Linked DNA regions of Rattus norvegicus: region 1 is linked to region 2. Evidence: chromatin contacts called from public Hi-C data. All regions are on one chromosome and are shown on one strand. Each heading gives the region's core, a stretch centred on a gene start, on an enhancer-like site or on the middle of the called end of the contact. The rest is flanking DNA. Distances are from core to core; before and after follow the strand shown.

Region 1 (3,720 bases), core at 645-3,144, 530 kb before region 2:
CCTTGAGATGTACAGAGGGCATTGTGCAGCAAGTCAAGGACTGCAAAGCTGGAATGTGGGCTTATTTAGTGTGAGCCCAGGTAGGATCCCTAGAACCCTGTAAGAGCTCAACCCTAGAAGGCAAGGTCTAGAAAAGAGGAATGGAATACACAAGTTTTTTGCCTTCTTGTTAATCCACCTCCCCTTTCATTGCTAATCTTCCTGAAATAGCCTAACCACATCTCTAGGGAGCTTTGTGGATTTCGACAAGCATCTCAAAATGTACTGGCAGTTCAAAGGTCAGTTAACAATTTGACCACACAGGTTCTTGAACCATGTCCAAGTCTTTGAGTCTATCCCTGCCATCTCTTTTCTGGAGCAATCTATAGAAAATTCACACAGGAGACAGTGGGCATGATGGGGGCAGGCAGGGGCCTCTGGATCTGCTGAAAGTGGGAAAACATCTGTTCATCTAGATGGTGAAAACACATGTTGGCTCTGGAGTTTGTAATTATTAGTCTGACTGGAGTTATGAAGGGCTCCCAGGAAGTGGAACAATTAGTGGGATGTTCACAGGTACGCAGAACAGCTGGAGGTTCAGCCATCAAAGGAGGTACTGAGAGTGAGAATTTTACATTAAGGTTTTCTCCTCCTCCTCCTCCTCCTCCTCCTCCTCCTCCTCCTCCTCCTCCTCCTCCTCCTCCTCTCCTTCTCAGCTCCTCCTCTTCTTCTTCCTCACCCTTATCCTCCTTCAACTTTTCCTACTCTTCCTCCTGCTTCTGCTGTTTTACCTCTTCCTCTTCCTCTTCCTCTTCCTCTTCCTCTTCCTCTTCCTCTTCCTCTTCCTCTTCCTCTTCTTCTTCTTCTTCTTCTTCTTCTTCTTCTTCTTCTTCTTCTTCTTCTTCTTCTTCTTCTTCTTCTTCCCCTTGATCTCCTCATAATCTTTGCTTTCCTCCTCCTCCTCTTTTTCTCCACCTCCTCCTCCTTCTAACATGGTGCATTATATGACTTCAACATAATCCTGAGATTTGTCAAGTTGAGGCCACAGGCCTCCTCACATCAATACAAAGCATTTGGTGTGTCCTTATGTTTCATCCTGAGTTGAGCTATGCGGTGTTGGGGAAACTATTACATGAGTATGAAGGTACCCGGGATGTTACTGTAGTTTCTCTCCATTTGCCTTCCATCCTTGGCACAAGGCAAACCCATAGACTTTTAAAGATGATGAAACCAGAAAGCTAAGGGAAGAAGTCCAGACTTAAGATAACTCTGTTACTTCTTCTATCTGTGTTGTTGTCTCTAACCATCTAGATGTATCCAGGTATCAAATCTTTATTTGCTAAGAACCTTTCAGAATTGAGAGGTCAAATAATCCAAACCTCTAAAACAGTTACAAAAGAATGATTCTAATATGATGTTTATCTTTGTTTAAAACAGCACTGGAAAATACAACCTTCAGTTTTTCTTCAGTTGCTTTTTAAGTGGTGGAGAAAAAACACCAGATCCTGTGTGTATTTATCTAGTTTGAGTCATCTCCTAAATATTTAATTCAATGTTAAATTGCTTTAAAAATAAAATTGCTCCCTTTTCCCTTGAAACTAAGTTAGTTTTGCCTCATAAACACTAAGAAAATAAGGAAAAAAATTAAAAATCATGTTAGGAGTAGCAATGACAAGTAACATGAGGCATTGACTGTAGGCTTATATTGGCAACCATAATTTTACATATACTCACTAATATCCCTGCCTGGCAAACACAGTGTCAGGAGTAACATAGCAAGGTAAAGCAGGCATGGTCCCTGCCCCTTGAAACAGTCTGCAGAGGCTGCAGCTGAGGTGAGCTTTCTCTGTACAGGATCATTTTTATAGAACAAAAAGATCTCCAGGAAACACTATATGGCATCTTCCGTCCCTGCATCTTCGTGACTCACAGGAAAACCTTTTCAGCTGACTTAAGCCTGAACTGGGGTGGGAGGGTGCAAAGAAGGAAGGAGAGGAAAGAAAAAGAAAAGCAAGAGCTAAATACATCTGACAACAAATTCGAGATCATAAACCGTGGGATTCCTTCATAATACCACACACTTTAGAATCAGGCCGTATTTTTCATTTGACATGGATTTAAAGGTAGCTCAAAGAAAACATGGGATTAACTGTAAGTAGTGGGATAGTAACCATGAGCCAAGCTTGCAAATAAACACATCAGAGACTTGGTCTAAAAAAAGACAGAGCACAAATAATGTCCTCTTGATGTGCCTACAGTTTCGTTCGACTGTTCCCAGGTCATGAACTAATTTGCCAAAAAAGAGGTTAACTCCAGTGCAGCAGGCAGCATTTGAGGAAACAGGTTTTGTGCATACTGCCTATGGAGTCAGGGGGCTGGAAGCCCTGCCTATATAATAGCTCTCAGATGAGCACTTTAAAACACTCTCGTGTATGTGAATGGATGCACGGGGCTTTAGGACACTGCAGACTAAGGTCCTTAACAAATGTGGGCTTGGCTTGTTCCCAAATGGATGTCTCCTGAATTAGCCTAAATAAATTTGTTTGAGGGCTTGGGTGACCTTGGGCAATCTACTCCCCCTTTCCAAGAGTGAGGTGTCCTTCATATAAAGCAAGGGATTGGGATGAGTTGATCTTTTCAATTCTCTCCCAGGATCCAGAGGCCCTTCCCTAAAGATTCAACACAGGAAAGCTGACCTCTGCCCCTAGAAGCTTCCAGCTGAAGGAGAACAGAAAAGTAGCCAAAGCCCAGGGAGCTCAGCAGGAGGGTGATTTCCAGCTACACTAATCTTCCAGAACTCCAGGACTCAGATTCATTGGAGGGTGAACAGCAGCATTATATCATTTCCAGGCAAAGCCCCGAGTTCTCGGTGCAGTTCCCATGGTTTCCCCCTGGCTCTGTGCATTGCATCATTTGCTGCCACTGATCTAGCTCTTCCAGTCTCCTGACTTTGAACATGCGCAGATGGCTTTTCCTCGGTGACTTGTTCCGGCACACACATTCCCGGACTTCGTTTCCACCATTCTCGGTGTGTAGACCGAGAATGACCAGCACCTACCTGTGCTTATTGACCACCCGAAGAATCAAACGCAGCAGTGGCTTATGGGGACCACCCACCTAACTGTTCCAGAGCCGAGGTTGTCCTTTCTCACAACACAGGCGCTGGGAACCAGACACCCATGTGATTTTGCAGTGAAACAGAAGACATACAAAAGAAGCTGCTAGGCATTCGATCGGAAACCAAATACACACACACAAAAAAGTGAATGAATGCACGAATCAAACATATAAAACAAGGAAGGCTGTTATCACTGGGAACTACCAACCGCAGAACTTAGTGATGGTGATGACCTTTATCAACACAGAAGGAAAAGCTCAATATGAAATAAGCTTGAAATCTGGGTCTCCAGTGGGACACCAGAAGCAGTAGGATCCATGAAAGGAAGGGGATGTCTCTTCTCTAGTGAACACAGCTGGACAGAGGGAGTCCCTAAGCCTCAAGTATATTTTTAAGCTGCATCTCTCAAAATGTCAAAAGTGGGATTAAAGTGTAAATGATTGTCAATTCATTCCTTCTCTCCTGGTACTATGCTGTTACAGGCAGATTCTGGTTTATGGGGAGGGGAGAGGTGGGATGGTCTTTCAGTGTAACTGAAGAGAGCATACAGGGGATGAGGAGTCCCAGTGTGTCTTGGGGGAGGGGAGCAGTTCACATGCTGCTACTTTTTTGTGACATAGCTT
Region 2 (3,366 bases), core at 566-3,065:
AATGAGAATAATCAGACCTTCATAAGTTGGAATACATGGTCCTCAGCTGGACCTATTTGGGAAAGATGATGAGATGTGGACTTGTTGAAGAAGATGTGTCAGTGATGGTGGGATTTGAGGTTTCAAAAGTCCATGACTTTACACATTAGCTCTCTGCCTACCATTGGCAGCAAAAGATGTAAGTTCCTAGTGGTGCCCCAGTGCCATGCCATGCCTATGTGCCATCCTGCCTGCCTGCTCCTCACCATCATGGTTATAGACCCTAGCCCTCTGGAATTTTGTGTCCTACTAAACTCTTCTATAAGTTGCTTTGATCATGATATCTCATGGCAGTAATAGAAAAGTAGCTAAGATAGAATTGAATCTAAAGCTGAATTCATGTTATGCTAATCTTCTACCACTAAGCTACATCTCCAGTCCCCTTCTAAATTACTCCTCGACCTTAAGTATCACCTGAAATGGGAATTTCTGGTTTCTTTGAAGATTCAGTTATGTTATGAGATGTGAGATGTTTTACTGGAAACTGCATTACGAGAAGCAAACACAAGCGAGGATATTTTGCTGAGAACAGACATATGGTATTTATTTGGGTCCTCCTGAAAAAAGGAATGTGATATTTTGCTAGAGTGGACACTTGAGGGAACATGTGATGTTTGGAAAGTTTGTAAATATAACCCAGCAGACAGTAGATGACGCTGTGTGGCACTGGTTTGTCTTTTGCTCTGCTGTTCCTTGTTGGGCTTTGCTGATACTGGTCTTCAGTGATGAAGCGATTACACTGGTTCACCTTGCCTTCTTCAATGATCATCATTTGTCAGGACTTCAGGACTTTGTAGAGGGAAAAGCATCGAAGAACTTTTGGTGGTGTTTTGACTTTGGATGAATGGCAGAACCTCAGGGTTTCTTCTGGGTCTAACTGCCTTGGCTGATTCTTGAATGTCATTTGTGAGTGGATCAAAATACTGCTGCTGATTCATGTGAACTAAGCTGCTACTGTCTTGACAATGAAGATTGGAATCTCCCCAAAGAACTATTTCTAAACAGGTCAACATTCTTCTTTGGCCTATTAACTTTTCCTTTCCACCACTTCTGCTGAGTACTGGATTAGAAGGGAGCATAAAGTGTTTATGAAACCTTACTAAAGAAGCTTTTGGGGGCTGGGGATTTAGCTCAGTGGTAGAGCGCTTACCTAGGAAGTGCAAGGCCCTGGGTTCGATCCACAGCTCCGAAAAAAAGAACCAAAAAAAAAAAAAAAAGAAGCTTTTGGAAAATATAAGCCTACACTCATGCTTTCACTCCTACTCCTCAATGCTTCCCTTACAGTCCTAGGAAAAGCCACTCCATGGCCACATTTGTTCCTTTTGTATCCTCAAACTCCAACACAGGATGGACTCATAGCATTTGCAAGCTCTACTCAAAAGATGCCTGGTGAGGGCACTTGGCTCTGGTGTCCCAAACACATTCAAGAATTTAAAGGTGTTTGTTTTTCATTTTTGTTTTTGATTTTGATTTTTTTAGAGTAGACTGTAGAAGTTACAGGATACATTGTTTTAATTTTTAGATCTACTTGAAAGTGATGTCTTTTCCATCCTCCTTCAAGCCTTTACTGTTTATTCTCCTCATGTATGTCTCTCCCACATCGAATATTTGAAGGTTTCTTCCTACCATTAGGGTATTAAGTTCTATTCCCTGCTTTTAACCCTAAAAAGCCTTTGGCTAGCCCTGTCACTCACAACTGTGACGCTATGGTCATTCAAGTAGCTTCTTTCCTCCTAAGGAATTTACAACAAACAACAAGTCAGACTGTAGAATACTTTATCCCTTAGAGTATCCCACAGTGCCACCAAAATAGCACGTTTGGAAACCCTACCCTGCCAGCTGTGTTTGAAGAATGTAACCACATAGTTTAGTTGAAAAAAAAAAAAAAAAACGGGATCTTCCAAATTCAAGTGGTATGTGCAGTTTTCTTCTGTTGTTATCAAAATGGAAACAAACATTGTTGTTCACTCCAAACAAATGTTCTGTTTAGAAAAATCAAGAGCGGTGAGAACAACAGAGGGAAACTATGAAGATCTGTGGTTTTCCTTCTATATGAACTGTCTGCTCCCTCTATATTGGGAATACAACTACAATGCTTAGAGACGAGTACAATGGATACATCGAACTTTTCCTTTAGGAGAAAGGCAGTATTTCTTCCACTTATCTGGAGTTAAAAGGAAGACTAAAACTAGTTTCCACATACCTTGATTTTGTGTATTATGTGTGCTGATGAATTCATGTTGGTCTAGTCCCAATGAAATGGCTGGCCCCTGAAAATACACCTAAATTCTGAAGTGTTCCACTGAGTGAAAAATATTTGTACACTAACTTGGGTTCTTTCTGACATGACTGAATAGAAGGCTGGGAAATTTAGCTTATCTAGAATTTAGTCCCAGATCTTGGCATTGTCCAAAGCAATCCAGGAATTCAAGTTACACTAATGCAATCCTCTTTCTTTTTGCCAAAAACAACTTCTGATTGGGTCTTCTACACTTTCTCTGTAGGTCAGACATTCTCCCGCAGATGTGAAGGGTTATGAAGTAGCATCAATCAGTGTTTGAGTATTTGAAAGCCAAGAGGATAGTCTCAAATATTCTGGCCTTTTCTTACTTTTAGCTGAAGGGCTATGAATCCTGCAGCTCTGTGTTGCTGGCAGACTTAACTAGTATATATCATCATGTATAGATTATGAACAAGGAGGACCTCAAGTTTAATTCCCATTGGACCCCAATAAATCTCACACCATAGAATTAAAGACACTCTTCTGTCCTTTAGTTTTCTACTTGTCCATTATCTGTTCCACACACTCCGGATTTTAGAAAAGAAATCATCTGGACTCATAGTAGAATTTTTAAATATTTGCTAAACAGACAAATAGTTTATAACACATGGTCTAATTTGCCAGTAGCTTAAATTTATTAATGATAAGCATCCCCCATATGCTTTGCTCTTGTGAAATCAGTCCTTTGTATTCACAAGTTCTAAGTCTGTAGATTGAACCAATCACAGATCAAAACTATACCCCCAAAACTTTTGAACATACAGGAACTACTCTTTCATTGTTATTCACTAAACAATATACCATGACAACTGCTTACATAGTGTGTACTGTATTAAATTTCTTAATCAGGAATTGGAAATCAAAGTCAGTGTGCTACTCTTCCAGAGTGAATTTGTACATTGTCTGTATAGGATAGAAACCACAAGCATATCAAGGACTTAGTGCTTATGGAAGGTCACTAGAAAGGTCAGCTTCTTTCTCATTCTGTTAGCAATAATAGATGTTCCCCACACCCCTCCTGGGAAAGAAAGAAAGATTAAAGGAAT

What was found. Hi-C and Micro-C count contacts between places; a contact is called where the count stands out from the background.
Region 1: a Hi-C map of the A7r5 cell line shows a contact between it and region 2, with 3 times the contacts expected there. The contact joins two enhancer-like sites. A contact is called at or near these places in 2 of 12 Hi-C or Micro-C datasets (the A7r5 cell line and psoas muscle).

The regions. Positions count from the first base shown.
Region 1 is chr6:38,920,900-38,924,619 of GRCr8, reverse strand. No RefSeq gene overlaps it. Among named protein-coding and RNA genes, the nearest start is that of Rdh14, 47 kb to the right of the region's middle. Within about 2 kb of position 1,894, at least 4 of the 93 cell types and tissues checked have an H3K27ac peak or open chromatin away from gene starts, as enhancers often do. A contact at or near this core is called in the A7r5 cell line, where this site is marked.
Region 2 is chr6:38,393,235-38,396,600 of GRCr8, reverse strand. No RefSeq gene overlaps it. Among named protein-coding and RNA genes, the nearest start is that of Osr1, 300 kb to the right of the region's middle. Within about 2 kb of position 1,815, at least 3 of the 93 cell types and tissues checked have an H3K27ac peak or open chromatin away from gene starts, as enhancers often do. A contact at or near this core is called in the A7r5 cell line, where this site is marked.